3 separate regions of the Mus musculus genome follow, and all the other regions are linked to region 3. The links are chromatin contacts, called in public Hi-C and promoter capture Hi-C maps. All regions are on one chromosome and are shown on one strand. Each heading gives the region's core, a stretch centred on a gene start, on an enhancer-like site or on the middle of the called end of the contact. The rest is flanking DNA. Distances are from core to core; before and after follow the strand shown. Region 1 holds the start of Nup37 (nucleoporin 37). Region 2 holds the start of Washc3 (WASH complex subunit 3). Region 3 holds the start of Rtcb (RNA 2',3'-cyclic phosphate and 5'-OH ligase).

The links. Promoter capture Hi-C pulls out the DNA fragments that hold promoters and counts their contacts. Hi-C and Micro-C count contacts between places; a contact is called where the count stands out from the background.
Region 1: a Hi-C map of B cells shows a contact between it and region 3, with 5 read pairs. The contact joins the promoter of Nup37 here to the promoter of Rtcb in region 3. A contact is called at or near these places in 2 of 39 promoter capture datasets (hippocampal neurons and liver) and 3 of 484 Hi-C or Micro-C datasets (B cells, CD4 T cells and CD8 T cells).
Region 2: a promoter capture Hi-C map of hippocampal neurons shows a contact between it and region 3, with 5 times the contacts expected there. The contact joins the promoter of Washc3 here to the promoter of Rtcb in region 3. A contact is called at or near these places in 2 of 39 promoter capture datasets (embryonic stem cells and hippocampal neurons), 1 of 484 Hi-C or Micro-C datasets (CD4 T cells), 1 of 115 datasets of contacts at active chromatin or transcription factors (astrocytes) and 1 of 9 other capture datasets (adipose tissue).

What each region holds. Positions count from the first base shown.
Region 1 is chr10:88,145,530-88,148,531 of GRCm38.p6, reverse strand. Nup37 (nucleoporin 37) reads right to left here and starts at 1,540. Exons shown (of 10, transcript NM_027191.2): 1 at 1,460-1,540; 2 at 153-370. The coding sequence starts at 308. It overlaps Parpbp (PARP1 binding protein), which reads left to right and starts at 1,591. Exons shown (of 11, transcript NM_029249.2): 1 at 1,591-2,036.
Region 2 is chr10:88,199,835-88,202,675 of GRCm38.p6, reverse strand. Washc3 (WASH complex subunit 3) reads right to left here and starts at 1,579. Exons shown (of 7, transcript NM_026070.3): 1 at 1,384-1,579; 2 at 766-864. The coding sequence starts at 1,434.
Region 3 is chr10:85,956,391-85,959,387 of GRCm38.p6, reverse strand. It overlaps Rtcb (RNA 2',3'-cyclic phosphate and 5'-OH ligase), which reads left to right and starts at 1,595. Exons shown (of 12, transcript NM_145422.4): 1 at 1,595-1,773. The coding sequence starts at 1,681.

The DNA of each region.
Region 1 (3,002 bases), core at 291-2,790, 2.2 Mb before region 3:
GTCTCAACAATTAGTAACGGGAATTCCCTGTAGATCTTCAAAAAATTTTTTTTTCTTGTATTAAAAGCAACATACTTTTAAGTTCAGCTTTGGTTTGTACACATTACTGATAAAGTATCTCTACTGTCACTCCGTATAGTTTGTGGACTAACCTGAAACGTACACATGCCAACAACCACATAATTACTGCCGCCATATGCAATCAGGTTTCCTGAATCTCCACTCTCAAAGGGATTAAATTCTACCACGTGCACATAATCTTCGCAATCCACGGTGTACGCAGCATTTCTTGTAGCATCTTGCTTCATCTTGTATCCCAAAGCTGGAGCAGTTGTAAGAATCAAATAGTTGTTTATTGCCTGTCAGGAAACTGTGGATCACAAACAAAATTTACAAAGTGTTTGTCATTCAACAGAAGAATCATAATGGGGCTTGGTATAGCAATGTCAGAGCCAGCTCAAAAGAGAAGTCTGCTTATATTAACACACACATGAATAAATTTAATACAAATAGAGTCCTAAGATTATTAAGCAATAGAGATGCAGCACTATTTGTAGTTGGAAAGTTGTACTGACACTGTCATATGCAAGAGTACCATAAACGCCGGTACTACCAATAGTCCCTTCTTTGCCTATGAAGAAATTTGCCAAGTTCGTCAACAGGTTGAGGATTTAAAAGATTTAGCATGTGTTGGGCCTACATGCTAGAGAAAACACAAATACACACACCTGCCTATCTCAGGACTATGCTACATTATTTGTTCGAATTATATGACCTTTAACATTCTAATTTGACAGACCACCTGAACTATCAAGGGTCCGATGAACTGGAAAGTCCCACCCCTGCCTAAAGACACATGGAGTCCAAGAGCCTTGAAGGATAATATCAGGTAGCAATAGTTATAACCAACCATTACCCATGCAATAAAATAAGGAGATTAAAAAATACAGGCTCTGGAGTAATGTGTGATACTAACGTTATTAACACCTGTCACAATCCTCAACTAATTTGTCTCGAGACAGGTAGTGTGTACTGTAGAAATAGCATTCTCACGTGCAAATTAATTTTTACTTTGTTGTTAATGAAAAGGAGGCACCCTAGGCTAAGAAAGAACACGTAAAATCCTGAGTTATCTGCTGAGTTTTTTCAGATTAAGTCCCATCTCAGAGAGACTGGACACATGTTACGCGGGACCGGCAGGTGAGAAGACCATAGAGCAGAGAGGTATAAGGCATGCAGGGGACTTGAGGTCCGGATTTGATGGCAACCCCTGACCTCCAGGTCTTTAAAGCCCTGGGTCAATATTCCCAGGGTCCCTGGAGTTGTGTCCCCCACGCGTCGCCCGAGAAAACCCACTCCCACCTCGCGAGGTCACAAGGAAGAGCTCTGGAGAACAGGGAAGCGCCCCTGGGGAAGCAGCACAAGCTGGCGATCCCCGGTCACCGCACTCGATACGCACCTAAAGCAGGGGAGGCGACCTGGGCAAGGCTCTCCCGACCATAGGTGGCCAGGGCGTGCGCCCGCTCTGCTTCCGGGTCGGAGGGCGAGCGCGGCGATTGGTTCCCAGGTCGTGCCGCGAGATTTGAAAGGGACGCCGAGGCGATTCAAACCTCTGCCTTCCGGCGTCCTGGCTGCGCTGCTCCTCCCTCCGCTTGCACCCAGCCTGGGTCACTGGACGAGGTGGGTCTGGTCTCTTCTGTGCCCCCGGGTCGCAGTTCCAGTGGGCATTCGGGCTGCTGCTCTGCGAACGCATCTCGGTGACAGCGACGTGCCAGCCAGTGGCGTTGTCTGCGCAGTGGCTTCGCCCCGACTTCACGGTGTCCCGTGGAAAAAAAGACGCTAGGGCTTCGGCAAGACCGAAACCCATCAAAATCTTCTTTTAGTCCGTTAGATCGGGGATCTGGCACACGACGAGTGCAGGCTTCTCAGATTTTCTGTCGTTGCATCCTTCAGAGGGCCATTCCGGACCAGGCAAGAAGAATAACTGTCACCTGTCATCTTTTAATGGAGATTTGCTAAGTGCTGGCAATAAGGAGGTTGGCTATTTCCTTCACTGGTGCCTTATAATTCTGTTAAGTAGTCCCAATTATGGACGTGGAGAAATTTGTGGTAATCACGAGGTACAGCTAATGCAGGGGTGTGGTGGCAGGGATAGTTAGCTAAGTGTGGTGCTCTCTCACTTTACCTTCCAGCGACAACTACCTGTCTCAGATTTTCTGCTCCAGTGCACTTTGAATCCAGTTTAAAAGCAAGAGTTTATTCCCTCTGACACCTTCTGTTTTGTTCATATCCAGCGTCTCATCGAGTCTTCACAACAGGCTGGGAGGTAGAACAGAGGGGGCGGCATAGTCCTGATTGCTTTGTGACCATTCTTATACCTGGGCAGCCAGATCTAAAGTTAGGTAACCCTGGAAAAGCTGGAACTACAGTGGATATTGGCATGCCAGCCCAGATGCCTGTTGGTGAATAGCCAGATCTAGAACTAAACATGGTTTTACATGTTTAAATGGTTGATGGAAAAAAAAAATATTTCAGGCAAACTAATCATATCACCCATAGCTCATGCTTTTGTGTCTTCTTCAATTTTGTTTTTTAAGAGATAAATAGGAGATAACCTAGGTGCTCATCAGAGAATTGTGAGTGAGGCCTGGGGAGGTGGCTCACTGGATAAAGCGCCTGGACAGCTATGAGGACTGGAATCCAAATCCCCAGGGCTAACGGAGACACTGGTGTAGTAGTCTGCTTGCAACCCCAGTGTGCTAGAGGTGTAGACAAGTGATGCCGGGGCAAGTCAACAAGGTGGAGAGCAGTGGAGAAGACACTCAGTGTCAACCTTGGGCCTCCATACACATGTGCTTACATAAAGGCGAACATATACACACAGCAGACTTGTAAAAAGAGACACAGAGAAGACTGGAAGTAGAGAGGGGACTGATTCCATAGCATGGCTGCCTAGAATACAGACACATCTAGGCTTATTTTGAAAGGGTTCTGTATGCATG
Region 2 (2,841 bases), core at 330-2,829, 2.2 Mb before region 3:
ATCAAACTGTACTCAAACCAGAAGCTTCCTGTCTCTGGGCAATTCCGATGAACAGCCACACATTCAGCAATCACCGTTTTCTCAACGATAAGCCTCACATATGACAATATAAGAAAACAGGATATTAAATCGATCCGGCTGTGACTTGTCTATAGGTTTCTAATTTGTTATTTCCTTTCTTAAATTCAGTTTCAATATATATTCCCCATTTTCCTCTAAAATAAACAAAAAACAAAACTTTTTGCAAGCTCAGGAGAGGTTCCTGGACCTGGCACCTAATTCTTATCTATGTACTTAATTATCACTTCATGATGTATCCAGTTATTTGCAGAAAAGTATTTTTTGAAACATGTATCTCTAGGCTGCCTCCATGAATCCTTTTTGGCACAAAGGATGGAAAGCAATTCGATATAAACTCGAACATACATTTAAAATGTAATCTCTAGAATAGGAAGATGAAACAAAACCTTTCAAATAAAAAAAAAATTCCACTGTGAAATTCTGGAATTCCCTTTGTTATAATTACAACAAACTTGGCTGAGCTATCTCATGGAAGCTTCTAGAATACTAATTCAGTTGAGACAGCGCACAGGACTTATGGGGACAGAATCAGAGATGCTAAGGCCTTAAGACATTTGAATTTCATGGCAAAGTGAACACACGAAGGCTGTAATTCTTGTTTGACTTCATTTGACTACATTTGTCACCACGAAAGACGGAAGGCGACTTCTCGGCCGCTCCATGAAGTAGTAGCCCGGGACCTACCTCCTCACAAACTGCGGAAAACCGGTTGAGAAACTGCACAGTGTGCACCACAAACTGGTTTAGAAAGGCCACGGTTCTTTTCTGTTGAATAGCTGGCACCTGTGTCATGTAAAAAAGCAAACACGATTCTTACAGGAGAAACACACTCTCTGCAATCCTTTGGATATCTGGATTTCATAGAGGGGGATGGATGGTCTTTGCCCTGGGACATGTGGTTCACGAAGGGCTAAGAAGAGTCGCTGATTTGTTTTTCTGAATCTTGTGTGAGTCAAACACACACACACACACACACACACACACACACACACACACACACACACGAGCAGCTAGAGAGTCGAATAAGAGGTGAAGTGTCAGAGGTGGTACTATCTCCAGACTGTCAACCTCGGGCGTAGAGACACGTGATGTGGGGAGCAAAGGCTGCGTGGCACACCAATTCTTTTCTTAGCCCAGGAGGGACCCCTTTCAAAGTGGACTGCAGGGCTCCCCCCATTGCCCAGAGTAGGAAAACAGGGGCCCGGATTGGGCCTGGAGAGGTGGCGTCTCCCTGGGAACCAGGGCCCCTTGGCCAAGCCTCCTTCCCTGTTTGTCGGACGCTCAAGTCGGTCTTTTACAAACCTTGGTCAGGTCTATGCCTGACCCCATGAGAGGAAGCCCATCCTCATCCATCTCCTCAGCGGATGGGGACCCCGGGGCTCAGGCACAAGCTCCTCCCAGCCCAGTAGAGAGCCCAGACTCCTTTCCCAAGTTCCTGCCTTCGGGGCCTTTCCGGAAGAAAGCGCGAGTGTTCACCATTCAATGGGTGGCTTCAGAGAGGCCGCCCCGCCCCCTCGCTCTCGCTCAGCATTCTGGGATTGGTAGTTCATGATTCCGATTGTAAAATTGGGCCGGGGAAAAGCTGCTGATGAGCAGGTTTCACAGTTGCTGTTTTAGCTGTAAAATCTGAAAAAATCTGAAAAAGAAAAGGGGGTGGGTGGGTGGGAGTGGTGGAGTGAGGGAAAGAGACGGAGAGAGAAATAGAGAAAGAGAAACAGAAAGAGACAGATTCAGACAGACAGAAACAGGGAGACAGACGCAGGGTTGGGATGAGGTCAGACTGGGAAAGTTAGAAGCTGAGCTGTATCCGTTTTGAGATTTTAATTGCTTAGTCCTGTTACAAAACAAACAAACAAAAAAAAGATCCATAATTCACTGAAGAGCACTTCTCTTTTTGTGTAATCCTACTAAGTGCCAGATACTCTGTTAGCCCTTGTGAAGTCTAGAGAAGTCTGTCAGAACTTGTCTTCAGCCCTGGCAAGCCTCATGCACTGGAGATCCGTTTCTAAGGGTGTTTGTTTGTTTGTTTTGACATAACATAATTTCAAGCAACAACTGAGACACACAGCTGTGAAAGTGACTGCACTTACGTCATGTAAACGATCTTACACCTACAGTATGAAGATTTTGGTTCAGAGTTTGGCTGCACATTTTACCAGCGATGTGAGTTAGGGCAGGTCACCTAAGCAAAAGTAAACCTTTTTATTGTACCAAAACAAGTACTGAAGAAGTGACAGGATCTCCTCTGCTACACTAGTCAAAGGGAGGACATGCAGAATTTTGATGTGCAAAAGTTAGATGGACGTGCAAACAAACTCCTGTGAAAGTTGTGGCATTGCAAATTAGCATGTACAAACACTTGTAGATCCACGAGTACATGCACACCACATGCAAAGTGTGCGGTTCTGTGGATAATAGGAGCTTCTAAGTTGTACAAGAAGAGGAAGCCGACTTTAGTATCTACTTAACATTAAGAGCAGTTAAGATGACAATCTGGAATAAACCTTTGTCCAAACAAAGGTACAGAGACATGAGGGCATATGGCGTTTAAGGCAAAGGAAAGATTGTTTGGTGGTGTAAGTAGAAATGCCCAGAAGTGGAGAATAATGAAACAAGGCAGAAGTAGACACAAAAGCTGACGAAGGGCCTTTTATGGCAGAAGAAGAGTCATGTTTTTCTGAATGGGATTCGTGAGCTTCTGTTTGGGAGTGCTTCTTAAAACGCCCACTCCAGGGCCGGGCGTGGTGGCGCACGCCTTTA
Region 3 (2,997 bases), core at 346-2,845:
TACTCACATAAATAAAATAAATAAATCTTTTTTTAAAAAGATTGACTGAAATGGTAGTGCAGCTTATTAAACCTAGGCAGTTCACAGTTGACATTAGTGTCATTAATCAGCAGGGTGAGACTGGACAGGGGAGCAGGAGAGTGGGACAGCCAGGGTGGATATGTAAAAATGAACAGAAACCACACCCTTTGCTTAACTCCTTAGGTTACTGGGGGATAGAAGAGGGCTGTATAAGTACTTAACATCCTGGTCTAGTTACTCCTCCAGTTTCATGTCTGTGACCTTCAGAGCCACTATGAATAATTATGATCCCATTTCATAGAAGTGAAAACAGAGGAATGTATCACACAAAGGTGGTAATGGCATAGGCGGAACCTGAACCCAAGTCTTCCTGATTGCTATGGTGGTGTTTTTCACAGGGTAGGACTATCCTGCAAATCACTGCCAGCTTTCTTATCCCAAGAGCAAGAGTCAATTAAGTTTAAAGGTACAGACACAGGACACAGTCCAAACAAAGCTATGGAACACAGTGATCCCTGAAAGAGGGATTTATCCATCTTTGTAGGGAATTGCTGGCCAGAGCAGATTTCCTTCACAAGCATTTGTAGAAATAAATGATACAGTGTTGTGATATGCTTCTTTTGGATGCTCATTTTGTAATGGAGTGTTTGTTGTACATCTTCAATCTCATTCTGATACATTGCAAACGTCATTAGTATTTTATCTTGCTCAGCTGTTTCACTAATGTTCATGGGGCATGAACTCCAAACTGTATGTTCTATATAGCAGTTGACCTGATCCAGGGTGAAGAGGTTTCAGGAGCAGCTCAAAAACATTCTTAAAGCAGTATGTCTTCAATAGCAGCAGTCAGGAGACATTGGCAAGGGTATCTGTGAGAGTTCGAAGCCAACCCGGATACATAGGCTCACCAAGGCTAAGTATCGAGATCTTACTTTAAAAAAGGGGGGGGGGTGAAGGGAGGGAGGGAGAGAGAAAGGGGGAGGGGGGAAGAAAGGAAAAAGAGAGAGAAAGAAAGAAAGAAAGAAAGAAAGAAAGAAAGAGGGGAAGAAAGAAAGATAGAGGGAAAGAAAGAAAGAGGGGAAGAAAGAAAGAGGGGGAGAAAGAAAGAAAGAAAGAAAGAAAGAGGGAAAGAAAGAAAGAGGAAAAGAAAGAAAAGGAAAGAAAGAAAGAAAAAAGGAAGGAAGGAAGGAAGAAAGACAGACAGACAGACAGACAGAAAGAAAGAAAGAAAGAAAGAAAGAAAGAGGGAAAGAAAGAAAGAGGGGAAGAAAGAAAGAAAGAAAGAAAGAAAGAAAGAGGAAAAGAAAGGAAGAAGGAAAGAAAGGAAGGAAAGGAAGGAAGGAAGAAAGAAGAAAGAAAGAAAGAAAGAAAGAAAGAAAGGAAGAAAGGAAGGAAGAGAGAGAGAGAGAAAGAAAGAAAGAGGGAGAGAAAGAAAGAGGGGGGGGAAGTGCAAGTGAAGACTAGCGCTGTAATTCATTGTAACGAGATGATCAGGACTCGCGCGAAGAGTTTTGAGCCTCGGCGCTTGCCATCTTCCCTCCTGGAGCGGAGCTGGTCGCGCCTGCGCCCTGAGAGGCGGCGCTGCGTGGAGCGGGTGGACTGCGGGGTGGTTTCTCTTTCTAAGCGTAGCCAGGAGCTATCGCTGGCCTCGCCGCCACCATGAGTCGTAACTACAACGATGAGCTACAGTTCTTGGACAAGATCAATAAAAACTGCTGGAGGATCAAGAAGGGCTTTGTGCCCAACATGCAGGTGAGTTGGGGCAGCGGCCTTGGGAGCTGCAGGCCGCGACTCCGCCGCGAACCGGCGGCCTCCGCCCAGCGCAGGGCTGCGGGGTTCCAGGTCTCCCTCCTCTGCAGACTGCACGCGCCAGGTCCACACACACGAGGACAGACGGACGCAGCGTGGGGGCTCACGCGTGTTTTCCCCACGCACCATCAGACACGGTGTTCCTGGTCTTCCGAGATTTCTGTGGACTTTCCCAAGTTGGCACCGCCAGCCAGGAACTCTGTTTCTCTTGAGTCCTGATATTTAGTTAACGTTTACAGATGGCATTCTCCAAACTTAACTGGGTTTTAACGTAACGACAATCGGCATGATTCGAGCTTTTAATATGCTCTTGGCGGAGGACCCCCGAGTTGGTGGGTAACTTATCTGTACCCATCTAGGAAGACAACCCTGAATTCGTATCGAGTCCACTTCTCTCAGCCTGAATGATGTGTTTCAGCTGAAGGCTTGGGAGCCAGAGACCAGGATCTGAAACCCTGGGCCTGCTGTCGCCACCGCCGTGTGTACTCGAAAGTTCCGATAAACGTTGAGGAAGAAAACACTTGTGAGGTTTTGGCACATGTGTTAAGTGACACCGTCTCATAAATGCCATGAGAATGCAATAAAGATTTGCAGTCCTTTGTCTTAGTAAAAAGTTTCTGATAGGCTTCGCTTGGTGGCTCGGGCCTATAATCCCTGGAGGCTGGGAAATGGAAGATCCATTCAGGACTGGTTACACAGAGAAGCCTTGCACCACTTTGCAAGGTATACTAGGGAGAAAAAGTCCACAGCAGTGAAACAGTATTTTCCTTTGTTGTGTGGAAGAAGGGAAGGCTGGTTGGTAGAGTCTTGCTAATTTATTAAGTGACACATGAAAATTGTACATTATATCCGTGTGTGTGTGTGTGTGTATAATATATATACGCATATATTATATACATATATATTATACACACATACATATTATATATATATATATATATGATGCTTTTTATAATGCGTAAGTTATATAATAGCAAAATCATGATAGACATATCGCCTCAGAAATTTGTGAGCAGTTTTTCCGTTTTGAAGATCGTTGATTAGATTTTACGGGTTGGACATTTCCAGTTTAAACCCAGATCTAAAATGCTCTAAGATCCTTTTAGATTGTGACTGGAAGTTTTCCTCTTAAAAGACGCAACGTGGCAGCTTCATGCAGAATGAAGC